2 separate regions of the Sus scrofa genome follow, and region 1 is linked to region 2. The links are chromatin contacts, called in public Hi-C maps. All regions are on one chromosome and are shown on one strand. Each heading gives the region's core, a stretch centred on a gene start, on an enhancer-like site or on the middle of the called end of the contact. The rest is flanking DNA. Distances are from core to core; before and after follow the strand shown.

Region 1 (4,101 bases), core at 1,541-4,040, 81 kb before region 2:
GTCTAATATGTGTAGTCATTATTGTCACATCTTCACCTATATTGGATGTGGTACAGACCAAATATGGGGCACGACTCAGCCCCCAGGGGTGGGGAAAGAAGGAAAGGATGCACTTTACAGGCTGAAGTCCAGCCACAGGAGCTGTGTGCCCTCGGGTGGGCGTGTCCACATGCCGAGTCCCAGTTTCCTGTCTGATCAAATGGGAGCACCCTGCCTGCTGTTGCTGGGAAGGGTATCCAGGCGCTCTGTCCCTGCTGATGTTTTGGCTCTCGGCTCAGAAGCAGACGGGTACCAAGGACAGAAGCCTGAGTGAGGTCACGACTTAGGGATCTAATGTCATTCTGACATGGGAGCAGAGTGGTCACCTGCGGGCGATGTGGACACAAGGACAGTTGCCTCACCAACAGGAGGACGTGCCAGGAGCTCCTGACAGGTGGGAAGAGGCTTTCAGGTGGCCCCCTCCCTGTCCCCACCTCCTCACACCCAGCTTCTGTTGACTGAGGGAGCCGGGAGATAGCCGCTGATAAGCACAGAACCTGCTGGTCTAAGCAGACAGGGCAGCTGCCCCACTGCCACCGTCCACCTGCGGGTCTGCCCACCCTGGGGGTTGGCCTGCCCTAGAGGGGGTGGCTTCAGGGACATTTTTCTCCCTGGGATCAGGGGCTTCTGGAAGCGTCTTTTGGGAAGTGTTCAAAGCTGATGGAGCCGGTACTTGCCCCGCTCCCAGGCTCATTACGCTTATTCAGATTATACCGATGAGTAAGTGAAGGAACAAAGGAGCAAGCTTTCCATCCTTTGACCCCCTCAGGCCAGGACTTCAGGCCACATCTGCCTCTTCCCTCATTAGGGGAAAAGGCAGCAGTTCAGTAAGGAAGACACTTCTGGGCCCTGATGGCATGCGGGTACGGCCCTGGATCAGGAAGTTCATGATCTAGGGGAGACACAGCCCAGAGGCTGCTTTGCGTCTGACTTGGCACTTGCTGAGATGGAGCTCTGCTCAGGTGGGGGAGCACAGAAGGGGCACCTGGGGGTGGGGGTGCTTCTGGGAGCAGGTGACACAGGAGTGGGGTTCCAGAGGCTGAATCTGAACAGGTCAATTGAACACGGGAAAGTCAGGGTAATCGGGGACAAGGCGAACAGCACGTGAAACGAGAGAGGTCTAAAATAGCTGGGGGTGTGCTGGAAGGGACCTCCCCCTTCCATGTGGGGGAGGAAGATGGGGCCCCAAACCAGAACTTTGCTGGGGGGCAGTGGCTTTGAGGGGATCTAAGCAGAGGTGGAGTGTGATCAGAGTCACGAGTTTCAGCTACGCCCTGTGGCTACAGAGGCAAAGGGACCTGGGGGCTGAGACCAGCAGCCTGTACTGCAGCCAGGGCCCCCATGCTGGGTCTGAGCAAAGGCAGGGCTCGCTCAGATTCCATCCGAACCTCCACCTCCTTGTTACGTTTTTAATTTATGATTTATTATTTTTATCTCTTTAAAATGTATTTTTTCATAGTTTTATTGAAGTATGGTTGATTATTCACAAGGCTGTGGTGATTTCTGCCGTACAACAAAGGGGTTCAGTTACATGCATCCTCCCACCTCCTCCTCCTCGCCATCAGTTTAGAATTGAGGAAACTAAGGCACAGAGAGAGGACAGGAAGCTTGAGGAGTTGGCAACTTCCCAGTTCAGGGGGCAGCCTGGATCTCTCTCCCAGACTCAGAATGAAACTCTGCTGGGGCTGGGCCTTGTTCAGAAAAAAATTTCCCTGCGTTCCCGTTGTGGCTCAGTGGTAACAAACCTGACTAGGATCCATGAGAACGTGTGTGGGTTCGATCCCTGGCCTCGCTCAGTGGGTTAAGGATCTGGCGTTGCCATGAGCTGTGGTGTAGGTCGTAGACGTGGCTGGGATCTGGTGTCACTGTGGCCATTGCATAGGCCGGCAGCTGCAGCTCGGACTTGATCCCTAGCCTGGGAACTTCCATATGCCACCAGGGTGGCTCTAAAAAGACAACAACAACAACAACAACAAAGAGTTCCCATTAGGCTGTTGCCCTGACTGGTTTTCCAGAGAGCAGAGTTCATTGAACTTCAGGGTAGATCTATATCCTTGTCCTTCCTCTGCAGAGATAATAAAGTTCACAGGATTATTTTCTGTGCGGAAGAACAGGGCTGCTAAGAAAACATTGTGGAGTAAAGGCTGTTTGCAAAGGCCAGACGGAAAGGGCAAATCTTTGCCACCAGGAGGAAGTAAAGGGTGTGTCTCCCAGCCTCTGGGGAACGGTGCCACCAGCACCTGGCTTTGCCCGAGCCTGCCACGTGCCTGTGCTGACTGCCCCCTGCATCCCCGGGCTCCGATTCATGCAGATGGTCAGATTGCAGAGCTGCTGGGCCATCTCCCTGGTCGCCAGGCTCCAGGGTCCCTGGCTAGTTGGTTACCTTTGGGGAAAAGAGCTTCTGGTTGACCCAGAGAAAGTCCAAATCAGGACTTTAAAGAGAGTCTGGGTCACTGCCCTCATTGTAAATGGGGACCCTGAGGTCCCCGCTAACACTGAGCCGGCTTGTTTGGGGTCACACGGCCAGCTCTGGCCAGGGCTGGTAGGGAAACTGAGGCACTCAGATGGGAAATGCCTTGCCCGGGCTCCAGCCTGCTGATGGCAAAGCCTGGGGTTGGATTCAGGTCACCGACCCCGAGGACAGAGCTGGCTCTGTCATCAGAACCAAGGTCTGTCCATGCCTCCCCTCCCCCCACCCCTCTGCAGAGGCACCTCAGCAGATCCCTGAGGTCCATCTCTGTTTGCAGAATCTCAGTCATCCCTGACACTGTCGCCACACCCCTTGGATCTTATCAGCTCAGCCCTGATGAGGGCTCCTCACCTGGACCATCTCCAAACGGCATCCGTGTGCACAGGTGCACCAGGTGGGTGAGGGCTGGGCATTCCAGGCGGAGGGGAGACAATGGCCGGGTTAAGAGGGTCATCTTCTTTTCGCACCTCCTGATTCCTTGAGTTTGTAAATCATTATCCCGGGCCACACAAAGCAGGCATTGAGCAAGCCTCTCACGGTCCCGTGACATGGCAGGCAGAGGCGACGGGAGCCTGCACGTGGCTGGGTGGCAGCTCCCGGCCCCTTCCTGGGCACCAGGATTGAGTTACCCATACAGTCCCTGCGCCTCCATCCACCCTCTTTGTGCCCATTGTCATTTATAAGAGGCATGATGCAACCTGCTAATTACATTGCCGGATTTTGAACTCATCTTGCCTTCTCTGACTCAGGCGGCAGAGGGAGGCGGGAGCAGCCGGCTCTGCTTTGTGGCTTATCAGGACTGGGTTATTCCGATCACACCCGCTCACGCCTCCCCGGCCTTTGTTAACCACAGCTTGCATCACCTCCTGCTTTCCATTTCTCCGGAATTTTTTTAACGGCCCTTTTTTATGAGCCGCTCCATCTTGTTAGCTAATGAATGATTGTGGGGCAGCGATGGGGATCAGTTTGTGTCTCTATTAAATGTTACATGATTGCAATTATGACTTAACAAGGGACAGCTAATAATAATAAATAAAAAAAAAAGATTCCATTTTGCGGCCTGGGGCAGACGCGAGACTCATTGACTGGTTCCCAAGCTGAATAATTTGGAGCCCTGGGGAAGGCAGGCTGGACAAGGCGTCAGGGAGGGGAGGGTGGGCGCTCCCTGGGAGCAGGGGTGTGGCTGGTGGGAGGGCAGCGCTCTAATGCCAAACCTTTTCCGAGACCTCCCTACCCATCTGGAGAGCTTGGGCTCCCAGATGCTGGTGTCTGGACTACGGAAATTCCTTCTTATCAGCTCTTTTAAACACTGTTGCTCTGCAGCCCCTTCTCCACTTCCCCAGCAGGGTGAGTTTCAAAAGACGCCACCGCCCTGCTCAAACTGCCTTTAGTGGCCACCAGGGCCTCCCTTGATCCCTGGGCCCTCATTTCAACGTTGTGCCTTTGGGAAGTTTCTGTTGTGGCTCAGCAGAAACAAACCTGATTAGTGTCCATGAGGACGTGGGTTTGATCCCTGACCCCACTCAGTGGGTCAACGATCTGACATTGCCGTGATCTGTGGTGTAGCTCGCAGATGCCGCTCAGATCCCACG
Region 2 (4,092 bases), core at 921-3,420:
CCCAGAACACCAGGAGAGAAGGCACCCAGGATCATTATCACCAAGTTCCTAGGGCTCAGCCGAGGTGGCTAAGGCCCAGAGCGGGGAAGGAATTTGCCCCGGGTCACCGGGTGAATTGGTGGCAGGTCTTAGACTAGGACCTACTACCCTTGACTCTCAGCGCAGAGCTCTTTCCATCCTATCACGGACCCAGCAAAGTCAGGCCCAGACACCGTGAGTCTAGTTTCACCCCTGGCCAGGCAGGCTTGGCCATGACCTGGGCCCTGGCTGTCCCCAGTGGTGTCCCCACCTGCTGGCCAGAATGCTTGGAATTGCCTGGGAGGCGGTAGGTTTACAGTTTGTTTAGAGTCACACAGCCTTGCACAACCTCGAGGCCTGAAGGATGCTGGGCAGACCCCTCTCTTCTGCACCACTGCTCTGGAAATAGAGGGCCAGCGGGCCACAGGGCACCAGATCAGGAGACACTCAGGGCCGCACTATTTATGTTGGGGACAGCTCCCCAGGCTCCGTTATCAGGCCTCACGCAGAGAGGGACATCCCAGACAGCTGCTCAGGCAGCAATGGGGATGGTGGCCCAAACCCCGGGCTGGGAGACTTGGCTTGGCATGAGCTCCAGCCACCTCCTCCCCTGGGCTGCACTCCCCAACAGTTGCCAATATAGGCTCTCTCACTCTCTCACTACCCATTGACCATCAGAGTTATAGGGTTCCCATTCCACAGACGAGGCAGCTGAGGCTCAGGCAGTTTCGGCATCTTGCCAGAACTCAGTGAAGGATTCAAACCCAGCTCCCTCTGGCTTGGAAGTCTTCTGCCTTCCCCACCTTTTGCAGCTGCATAGTTTCGTGACATTGTCCAGTTCCTGTGGCAGCCTACCTTTCCAGAGCTCAATATTAAGAAAGACGCCCAGGGTGGGGGGGGAGTTCCCGTTTGGCTCAGCAGGAATGAACCCGACTAGTACCCACGAGGATGGGGGCTCAATCCCTGGCCTCCATTCATGGGTTAAGGATCTGGTGTTGCTGTGAGCTGTGGTGTAGGTTGCAGATATGGCTCAGATCCTGTGTTGCTATGGCTGTGGCATAGGCCAGCAGCTGCAGCTCCGATTCTAACTCTAGCCTGGGAACCTCCATATGCTATGGGTGTGGCCCTAAAAATACAAAAAAAAAAAAAAAAAAAAAAAAAAAGAGGAAAAGCAGTCCTCTTCTAGGGGTTGGATCACAAGGTCTGAAGCAGGGAGAGAGTGGGGCTAAGATCATGGTAGAATGTGGGTGTTAGGGCTTATCTTCTAAACTGACTTATTCTTCCTTTTTTTTTTTTTTCCTTTTTTAGGGCCACACCTGCGGTATATGGAGGTCCCCAGGCTAGGGGTCCAATTGGAGCTGCAGCTGCCAGCCTACAGCCACAGCAACGCAGGATTTGAAACTGTGTCTGCGACCTACACCACAGCTTACGGCAACACCGGATCCCTAATCCACTGAGTGAGGCCAGGGATCGAACCTGCACCCTCATGGTTCCTGGTGGGATTCATTTCCACTGCGCCACGATGGGAACTCCTAAGCCGACTTCTAAGTCATCCCTGGTCATGCTGTTTCCAGCCTCACGTTCAGGGTACTGTCTCTGCTGAACACCCCCAGCCACTCCTCCCGTCTCATAATCTGAGATTCGGATAGATCTTTATCTCCCTCATGGAGACTTCCTTGCCTTCCTCATGTCCCCCCAAACTAAATTAGGTGACCCTTCTCTGCCCCCTTAATCCCTTGGCTTATGCCACACTAGAGCAAAATGATCTGCTTCTAGACCTGTCCACCTGTCCACACCGTGGACCAGGCCTCTGCCTCTGAAGCCCAGCCCAGCACAGTATGGGGTGCCTAATGGGTGTGCAAGGAATGTTTGTTGAATGAATGCATGAGGAGGAGCGATGCCCTGGGGAGGCGAGCCTAGGCACGTGTGGGATGTTCAGGGGGCCGGGGAAGTCCCAGGCCAGCTAGAGAAGCCAGGGAAACCTGTCCTGCTCTGGGAACACTGGCCTGAGTCAACAAGGTGAAATTTAACTGGGATGCATGAAGCAACTTCCAGGCAGTGTCCAAGAAGGCAATGACTGGGGGGCCTGCAGCCCAGCCCAGGGTAAGGAAGGTCACCTCCTGGCCTCCCCTCAGGAAGGTCTGCCATCCCTGGACCAGCCGGCGAGAGGGCAAGAGTGCGGCCTCCAGAAGCTCCCTGGACCCAGTCCAGCCCTCTCCCCACCCCCACGTCCAGCAGCCCAATACCTCCAACTCCAGGCCCGGAAGTCCATTCACTCTCAGAGGGAAGAATTGAAACCTTAAATAAAGAAAGATTATGTAACCTTCTAGAAGCATGCCAGTGGCAGTGAGCCGGGGAGTGGGGAGGTGACCCGTCCAGCCTCCCTGTCTTCAGCAAGGTCCTCGAAATGACTGAGCACTTCAGCGCCAGATTCTTTTTTTTTTTGAGGGCCGCACCTGTGGCATATGGAGGTTCCCAGGCTAGGGATCAAATCGGAGCTACGGCTGCTGGCCTGCACCACAGCCACAGCACCTGGGGATCTGAGCCGCGTCTACGACCCGCACCCCAGCTCACGGCCAACGCCAGATCCCTAACCCACTGAGCGGGGCCAGGGATCGAACCTGCATCCTCACGGATACGAGCTGGATTCATTTCCACTGTGCCACAACAGGAACCCCCCAGGGCCAGATTCTTGACCAGGGGGCAGCTGGGGGAGAGAGAAGTGTGCTGTCTGCAAAAGCATAATCAATACTGTGATTTAATATTTGCAAAATAAAAACACACACCCTGCTGTTTCCCGGGACCAGCTGCAGGCAAAGTTCCTGGTGGGCCCAACGCTGCAGAGGGGAGGAGGGGCAAAGCACGGGGCCAAGGTTTAAGCCAAGTTCACCTGCACTGCCTCAGTCATGTTTCCCAGGATTGTTTATAGAAAGTTGGTAAGTTATTAATAAACATGGCTGTCATGCATTGTTCCCTTCCTCAGCACTGTACCAAGACAGCATTTTTATATGCATTCTTTTCCTTGGCCTCATTTAATGCATTAATTATGCTTTGCTTTTACACGTCTTTGCTAGAAGCTAATCTTCTGTGTGTTTGCCTGAATTCTCCTACCTTGCCAAGCACATGAAAATGCTTGGGGATGGTTAAACAGCTAAGTTTTACATACTTCTTCTAACAAAACCAGTGTGACTTTAGCTTACTAGTGGTCAGAGATGAGGGAGAACTTTCCTAACTCCCTTGCAAAGCCTTCTTGGGTCTTTTCTGAAAATGGTCACATATACTCTTTTTTTTTTTTTTTTTTTTTTTGGCTGTACCTGTGGCATATGGAGATTCCCAGGAGAGGGACAGAATTGGAGTTGCAGCTGCTGGCCTACACCACAGCCAGAGCAACACAGGATCTGAGATGCATCTGCAACCTACACCACAGTTCATGGCAACGCCAGATTCTTAACCCACCGGGCAAGGCCAGAGATCAAACCTGCCTGCTCATGGATGCTGGTCAGATTTGTTCCCACTGAGCCACGACAGGAACTCCCCCATATACTCTTTTCTCCTGGAAATCCTTGGCCCCCACTCTGCTCACCGAACTCACCAGAAGGCATTACAGGTATTTTCCACAATCTTTGTTTAACCCAATGAGCCTTTCGAGGACAGAGCCCAAAAGTATGATCTTAAAACCACCATAGCAACAATTTATAAAAAATAAATCCAGTGCAGCAGAATCACCCCAGGGACTGTATTGAAAATGCAGGTTCCTGGGCAGCCCCTCAGCAGCTTCCTGCTCCAGAGTCCCTGGGCTGGGGACCAGGAATCAGCCTTTTTTCCCCAAACTTCCTGGTTGAGTCTTCTGTGCACTCAGGTTTGAGAACCTCTGGTCTAAAGCATGGAAGGTATTCAGGAAATGTTTGCAGAATGAGCTACTGGTGAATGAGTTTCTAGAGGACCTGGGTACACAGAAGCACCATCCGTGGACTTGCACAGGAGTCTTCCCAGCTGGCTTTGGCCTTGGGCAAGGTTGCCTCTGAGCCACTCACCGGAGCCTGCCTGGACACGGTGCTCTGTCTGCACGGGGCT

What was found. Hi-C and Micro-C count contacts between places; a contact is called where the count stands out from the background.
Region 1: a contact with region 2 is called in a Hi-C map of liver, with 2.0 times the contacts expected there. The contact joins two enhancer-like sites. A contact is called at or near these places in 4 of 47 Hi-C or Micro-C datasets (embryonic fibroblasts, epiblast stem cells, fetal heart ventricle and 1 more).

What each region holds. Positions count from the first base shown.
Region 1 is chr7:38,919,755-38,923,855 of Sscrofa11.1, reverse strand. No RefSeq gene overlaps it. Among named protein-coding and RNA genes, the nearest start is that of C7H6orf223, 72 kb to the left of the region's middle. Within about 2 kb of position 2,790, at least 16 of the 83 cell types and tissues checked have an H3K27ac peak or open chromatin away from gene starts, as enhancers often do. A contact at or near this core is called in liver, where this site is marked.
Region 2 is chr7:38,838,084-38,842,175 of Sscrofa11.1, reverse strand. No RefSeq gene overlaps it. Among named protein-coding and RNA genes, the nearest start is that of TRNAV-AAC, 87 kb to the right of the region's middle. Within about 2 kb of position 2,170, at least 10 of the 83 cell types and tissues checked have an H3K27ac peak or open chromatin away from gene starts, as enhancers often do. A contact at or near this core is called in liver, where this site is marked.